Linked DNA regions of Sus scrofa: region 1 is linked to region 2. Evidence: chromatin contacts called from public Hi-C data. All regions are on one chromosome and are shown on one strand. The core of a region is the stretch at or near the end of the contact, and the rest is flanking DNA. Distances in the headings are between cores, read along the strand shown.

Evidence for each region. Hi-C and Micro-C count contacts between places; a contact is called where the count stands out from the background.
Region 1: a Hi-C map of fetal liver shows a contact between it and region 2, with 2.6 times the contacts expected there. The contact joins two enhancer-like sites. A contact is called at or near these places in 2 of 5 promoter capture datasets (fetal liver and liver), 33 of 47 Hi-C or Micro-C datasets (adipose tissue, alveolar macrophages, blood and 15 more) and 2 of 2 datasets of contacts at active chromatin or transcription factors (alveolar macrophages and skeletal muscle).

The regions. Positions count from the first base shown.
Region 1 is chr2:14,744,756-14,748,620 of Sscrofa11.1, reverse strand. No RefSeq gene overlaps it. Among named protein-coding and RNA genes, the nearest start is that of PTPRJ, 22 kb to the right of the region's middle. Within about 2 kb of position 2,145, at least 24 of the 83 cell types and tissues checked have an H3K27ac peak or open chromatin away from gene starts, as enhancers often do. A contact at or near this core is called in alveolar macrophages and fetal liver, where this site is marked.
Region 2 is chr2:14,603,469-14,607,061 of Sscrofa11.1, reverse strand. PTPRJ (receptor-type tyrosine-protein phosphatase eta) reads left to right here. Exons shown (of 25, transcript XM_021083062.1): 2 at 2,318-2,342. Among named protein-coding and RNA genes, the nearest start is that of TRNAE-UUC, 72 kb to the left of the region's middle. Within about 2 kb of position 2,286, at least 45 of the 83 cell types and tissues checked have an H3K27ac peak or open chromatin away from gene starts, as enhancers often do. A contact at or near this core is called in alveolar macrophages and fetal liver, where this site is marked.

The DNA of each region.
Region 1 (3,865 bases), core at 896-3,395, 140 kb before region 2:
CCTTGAGCCAACTGGTCTGAGCTGTCCGGTCATGCATTAATTCACTCCAGCTCTGCTGGGCTTTGGGAATTTACCGGTGAGCTGTCCCTGGCTGAACACTGGCAGAGTTGCAAGGGCAACAAAGCAGCCCACAATCGGGTAGCTGAGATTGGAACACGTCATTAGACCTGTGAAGCCCACCTGGAGTCTTCCTGTCAGGGCAGTGGGTCCTGTCAATATTTGGATATTTTAAAATCCGGAAGATCAAGTGGGTGATAAGATAATTTACAATTAGAGTCCGGAACCAGGAAAGGCAGCTTAGAGATGTGTTCAGTTAGCAGAGATTATTTTTCAATTTGAATTTAAATGCCTTTAGTTGGGGATTGCCTCCCAACTTCCTGGGTTCTCACCCCTCCTTATTGGCCCCACAGGGTTTATGTATTTACATTACCGGCCATCTGCCCAGCCCTCTGGCTAACAGAGTTTTCCACCCTAACAGTGCCTGTCTCCATGATTTGAGAGTCTATTTATTCAAGGATAAATGAACCAAAGGCAGATTTGCAGAATCTGTTATGGTTTTTAACTGAACTTTTCTCTGATTCTCACTGTAATGGGAATAATAGGGGTGATCTTTACAGGTGATCTTATTGATGACCATAATAATTGGTGATAAATAATGGTGAATAAGCTGACATTCATTTCCATTCATTCTACATGTTTATTGAGAGCTGCTATGTGTCAGCACTTTCCTGGGTCTTGGGAATACAATAGCGAAGAAAACAGACAGGAGTTCTTGCTGTGGTGAAATGGGATTGGCCCTGTCTCTGCAGTGCTGGGATACAGCTTCAATCCCGGGCTGGCACAGGGGGTTAAGGATACAGCATTTCCACACCTGTGGTGTAGGTTGCAACTGTGGCTCTGATTCTGTTCCCTGGTCCGGAACTCCATGTGCCATGGGGGGGGAGATGCAAAAAAAGAAAAAAACTTTTTTTTTAATTAAAGAAAGTAAACAGACAAACATGGAACTTGAATTCTGGTTTGGCTGGAGAGGGGGAGACAATAGAGAAGATACATGATGGAAATGCATGGTGCAATAGATGGTGATGAGAACTAAGGAGAAAAAGTGGGAAGAAGGTAAGAAGTATCAGAACAGGGAGTTCCCATTGTGGGCTCAGTGGTTAATGAATCCGACTAGGAACCATGAGGTTGCAGGTTCAATCCCTGCCTCGCACAGTGGGTTAAGGATCTGGCATTGCTATGAGCTGTGGTGTAGGTTGCAGACTCGGCTTGGATCCCGCGTTGCTGTGGCTCTGGTGTAGGCCAGCAGCTACAGCTCCAATTCGACCCCTAGCCTGGGAACCTCCATATGCCGTGGGAGCGGCCCCAGAAAAGGGAAAAAGACAGAAAAAAAAAAAAAAGAAGTATCAGAACAGGAGGTGTTAGAAAGGGTGACCATCAAAGGCTTCACTGAGAAAATGAACATTTAGTAAAGACCCGAATTAAGTAGGGGGAGCTGCACATCCATCTGGGGCGAAGACATTCTAGGCAAAGAAATTAGCGTGTACAGGAGTTCCCGCTATGACGTATTGGAAATGAATCTGACTAATATCCTCGCTCAGTGGTTGAAGATCTGGTGTTGCCGTGAGCTGTAGTGTAGGTCATGGACTCGGCTCAGATCCTGCATTGCTGTGGCAGTGGTGTAGGCTAGCAGCTGTAGCTCTGATTTGACCTCTAGCTTGGAAACTTCCGTATGCTGCTCCTGCGGCCTAAAAAGCAAAGCAAAGCAAAGCAAAAAAAAAAAAAAAAAAAAAAGGTAGCATGAGCAAAGGCCCTGGGTGTTAGAGGAGCCCTGTCAACTCACCGGGTACCGTTCTAAGTCACTTCTCTGAGAGAGGTACTGTATTGCCCATGTACAGATGGTCAAACTGTGGCTAGAGAATGTAAGAAACCTGCTGCGGGTTAAATAAGAGGCAGAACCAGGCTTCTACCTAAGCAGCCTAACTCCAGAACATGTGCTTGTAAATACTAAGCTAGGTTAAAGCATGATTTCATAGGCCTGGGGAGACCCAGGTATGGAGGATTTACACCTCCAGCTATAAGCAGCCTTCCAAGCCCTGGAGGAAAACCCTGGGTGTGGTGGTAGGGGAGGGAGTGACTCAGGCCTTGGCTGGCTTCCTGCTGAGTCACTGCTGATGGGCCGTGAAGGGAGGCAGTGGCACTCAGGCCTCACCTCCTCTCATTGGCAGGTTCCTGCCTTTTGGGGGAGATGCCTGGCGGCGAGCCTTAACCACACATCTTTGGTGGACGAATTCGCCTGACTTTCCTAAGAGCCCTGTTGTGGAACTGTGAGTGGGCTCCATTTCCTGGTGTGGCCCCACCGCCAGCAGGAGGGGACAACCCTGGAGGTGGACATTCTGCCCGCTGTAGCTCTGCATTTCCACCGTGTCCTGGATGGACACGTCTGTCCCCTGTACGGCTGTCTGTCTTTCATCTCAGGTGAACTCTTCAAGAACAAGCTGTGTGCTGGCCAGGCCGAAGCAGAGAAAAAGATGCAAAAGGCAGCCGCACACATCAAGAGGCTCACCCTCCTGACATGCTCACTCAGGAATACAGCAAGGAGGGAATGCATAAGCACGAGACCATGTCAATCACATTTGCTAAGATTTCAGAACAGAGATTGGTGAATAATAACAGCAAGCACAGAGTTCTCGATGTGGCACAATGGGATCTGTGGTGTCCCTGGAGTACTGGGATGCATGTTCGATTCCCGGCTCTGCACAATAGTTTAGGCATCTGGTTTGTCTCTGCAGCTGCAGCTGCAGCATAGGTTGCAACTGAGGCTTGGATCTGAACACTGGCCTGGGAATTTCCAAGAAAAGGAGAAAAAAAAAAAAAAAACCCAAACAACAACAAAGCAATTAGTGAGTATTGAGGGCTTACTATACACCAGAGCACTTAACATGGTTTATCTCGTCTTCATCATTCTCACAACATCTAGTAGGGGAGGGGCTTCCTAACTTATAGAAAAGACGGCAGAGGTTCAGAGAGGTCACACCTAGGGCAGGAAGGACATTGGGAATCACATGCTGGAGTCACGCAAGTGCAGGCTGGATTTAGGGAGCTCTGAGGAGCTGGAGCCAAAGGATGGAGGAGGAGAAACAGCCACAGATGAAGCTGGAGGGGACAGTGGGACCAGACCATGAATTGTGGAGGGGACAGTGGGACCAGACCATGAATTGTGGCAGGAACCACCAAAGGTTTTCTGGCATGCTTCTCCTTGGTGCTCCAGAGGCACTGCACCTGTGTTGCTTTGGCTTAGGGTCACGCTGGAGCTTGAAGAACAGAGATGAACAAACCCCGTGGGAAGAACTCAGACCGTCTGTGTGGTGAGATCCTGCTCCTTGCTCACCAAGCTTCCTCTGTATTTGCTGAACCTCTGCTGCAGAACATCCTTAGAAGAGAGCTGTATGTTCCAGGAACCTACAGCTGGCTGGTCCTCTCCATGCGGTCCATGCCTTTTCCAACTGTCCTGATTCACCTCTTTTCCTGGCCTTCACCCCCCTGTTTCCCAGTTCTGATGTGCACATAAGTTGCTTCTGTCTAGCTAGCATTTCCTCTGCTTTTGCAAAACTTTTCCTCCCTGTGCTCCTCCTCCCCCTGCCCCCCACCTTCTTCTTTAATGGCTGCACCAGTGGCACATAGGAGTTCCCAGGCCAAGGATCAAATTCAAGCCTCAGCTACTTCCTACGCTATAGCTGTGGCAATGCTGGATCCTTAACCCACTGTGCCACAGCAGGAACTCCCTCCCTGGGCTTCTTGTGTGATCTAGCCAGGTTGCCTCACGATACTTTCTTGGAGTAGACACCCTACCAATGGGTCTCCTTTC
Region 2 (3,593 bases), core at 1,037-3,536:
CTTGGGTCTAAGACTGTGAAGGACATAGGTTGAAAGGCACAGACATTCCTCGCCTTCGTGGGTGCCTTCCTCTGACTTCCCTCGGCGAGCGGTCCCCACCCCAGGGCACCTGCTCTCTGTCCTGCCTCCTCTTTCCCTCTCTCCCCCGCAGCCGTCATGCCTCGGAGGCTGCCTGCTTGAGGTCCAGGGCTTCAGCACAGCACTTGGCACTTGCAGCTACCCCGTGGAGAACTGCTTGTTAAATGAGCCGAGCCGTCGTACTTTCTACCCTGAAGTCCTCATTTGCGGTCATCTTTCATTTCCCTTTCTTTCCTGGAAACAGTTTGAGAGCAGGGCCCAGATTGTTAGTGTTTTAGATGATATTTGGTGGGGTGGATGGAGGACTGAATGGGTTCCAGGTGAGGACACAACACAGAGATGCAGAGGCCAAGAGAGAACACCATTGCAAAGGGTTAGGACGTGTCATCCTGGAGTCACGAGGTTATGTAGTTTAATGTCTTCTAACTCTGCCCCCCCACCATTTTTTTTTTTTTTTTTTTTTTTTTGCTGCCCTGGGCTGCTGACTGAGCTCCTGACTCCTCCTTTTCCTCCCTCTCTCCTGGGGTCCATCCTGGACCATGTGGTTTGATGCATGGCACAGATTGAGAAGAAGGGGCTGGAGGCAGGAAGGTGAGCTGGAAAAGTTTTGGCCTGAGATGAACAGTGCTTGAGGGTAGAGCGTGGTGGTGGGAAGGGAACGTCTGAGTGAGTTTGAGGGGGAGTAGGAAAGGAGAGTCAACAGGGCTTGTGTCCTCTTCCCCCCGGCTTTCAGGGAGCGGGGAGAGGAAGAGTACTGGTGTCTGGGTCACTAGGAGACGGGGACAGGGGACAGGCGCCTCCTCCTGTCCACCTAACCCATGAGTATGAGTATGGATGTTGTCCTTGTCATCTCCATTTCATACATGCAAAGTGGCAGGATAAGTGGAAGGAATGCTGGGCTGGGCCCCTGGACCAGACCAGCCTTGGTCTTGGCCTTGGCCTTGCTGTGGGACCTGGGGCAAGTCTTTTTCCCTTCTCTGGGCCTTAAGGATTGCCCCTTCTACAAAACGAGAAGCTCATTTTTTCCTTCACGGGCACTTATGGAGAGCCTACTGTGTGCACCAACAGGTTTCTGTTCTCATGGAGTGTACTTTTCAGCTGGAGGAGGTGGATGCTAATTGAGGTGAATGCTGGGAGGAAACACTAGTGATGTGATAGAGAGTGAGTGGGGCTGATTTCCATTGGTGGGTTGGGATAAAGGACTCTGGAAAGAGGTGGCCTTTCAGGCCACGATCTGGCAAGGTGTGGGGGCAGAGTATCTTTGGAGAAGGAAATCGATTAGTAAAGGCTCCAAGGGAGAACCAGCTTTGAGCGCAATGCAAAGGAAGGGGCGTGAGAGGTGATGAGCACAGAGGGGCCACCCAGGCTGTGGTGAAGAGTTTTGCATTTTTATTCTAAGTGTGATGGGAGGTTGGAGGACATTTTTTTCCCCCCACTGGTATCCTTTTTGATTCTTTTCCTCTTTAAAAGGACCATACTTTGAAACAGCCTAGTAACCAAAAAGGCGTGTTTACTAAACAATAGAACGAATGGTCTTGAATTATTTTCGGCTTTTAAAATATGGGGAAATAATTTATGGATCACGATACCTATCTTTGAGGACCCCCCAGGGATCCAGAGATGGCAGATTGAGACATGGTCCACTGTACCCTCTTTAAGTTCCCTCTGGTTCAAACATTTATTCTTCTCAAAGCTGTTTGCCATATGATTAAAAAATTATTACTGCCACCTATTGATAGAAGATGAATTTTTTCACAATGAAAGTCTCAAACTCGGTGGGTTTCTTCTGTCGCTCGTCTGGCTTGACGCCCTCCGTTCTGGACCTGAAGTGCCTCTGGGGAAGGGAGTTGGGGTGATGGTCCTGCTGTTCTTTCTGACCCAGAGAACCTCAACTTGTATTTCACTGTCCTTCTGCCTCAGTGCACAGGGTAGAGACAGGTAGGGGTGTTGACCTAGGAGGCTGCTGGTGTCGGATGTTTCTGTGGGAAAAAACACCTGGTGGCTAACAGCTGTTTTGTTTCTCTACAACCGAGTCAGTCCATTGTTTGTAATTGACCTGCGCTTACACCGAATTCCCCTCTCCAGTGGCCCCACACCCTATCCTTGGCCAGCAGGCCTCTGCTTAATGTACGTCTTAGCACGCCGCCCCAGTTCTTACGTTCTCAACTGCTTTATTTCTGGTTTGCATTTGCCATGTCTGAATGAATCTGCTGACTTCCGTTTTCTTTTTCCGTTTCAGAACCTGTGCGCCGCCGCCGAGGACTGTAAGTACCTCTTCCCACGCCACGCTTGTGTTGTTCGCTACTGCCCCCTGCTGGACGCAGCGACACTAACAGCCATGTGAAAAATCACAGAAAATGCTAACTAACATTGGCTAAAACCTGCTTAGTTTCCAGTTTTTCTATCTTTAAATATATGTTTAATCTTTATTTTATTATATGACCCACAGGAATATCTAATGCAAGGGAAATATCAAATTTTTATTTTTTAGCTTTAAAAAAAATTTTTTTTTTATTAAAGTATAGTTGATTTATAATGTTATGCCAATTTCTGCTGTACAGCGTAGTGACCCAGTCATACATATATATATGTTCTTTTTCTCATACTATCTTCCATCATGTTCAATCCCAAGAGACTGGATATAGTTCCCTGAGCTGTACAGTAGTAAGACCTCATTGCTTATCCGTTCTAGATGTAATAGTTTGCACCTACCAACCTCAAACTCCCCATCCATCCCACTCCCTCCTCTCCCCTGGTTTTTCTTTAGAGGTGTGATGAGGGTGGAAACAGCAAGTGAGAGAAAAAATTCAATCAATTGTGCAGTCCCGACAAATTAAAAATAATTTTTTTCTGTGATTTTCTTCCTTTACATAGGTGGGTGATTAAAAAAAAAAAGGCTGAGTTTTCAAGATTTATATTTATTTCGTGTACTGTTATCCCATAAGTTTCTTTCTTTGTTTCCTTTTTTTCTTTCTTTCTTTTTTTTTTTTTTTTGGTTGCTGCATTGCCCTGTGATTTTTAAAGTGACGTCAGGCGTGTGTATAAGCTTTGGGAAGCCAGATGTAGCCTCTTGCGTGTTTTGCTTCATTGTGAAGGGCTGAGTCTCAGTTGCTAACTAGTGCTGGTCCATTGACATCCTCCTGGATCTATAGTAAAACGAGAAAAATAAGGACAGTGCTGTAACTTTTTTTTTTTTTTTTTTTTGGCTTCACTTTCAGCCTATGGATGTTTCCAGGCCAGGGATTGAATCGAGCAGCAGCTGTGACCCACACTGCAGCTGAGGCAACACCGGAGTCTCACCTTCTGTGCAGGGCTGGGGGTGGAACCTGAGCCTCTGCAGCAACCAGAGCTGCTACTGTTTTGTTTTTTTATAGCCCTACCTGTGGCATGTGGAAATTCCCAGGCTAGGGGTCTAATTGGAGCTGTTTACAACTGCTGGCGGCCTATACCACAGCCACAGCTCATGGTAACACAGGACCCTTAACCCACTGAGCAGGGCCAGGGATCGTTACCTG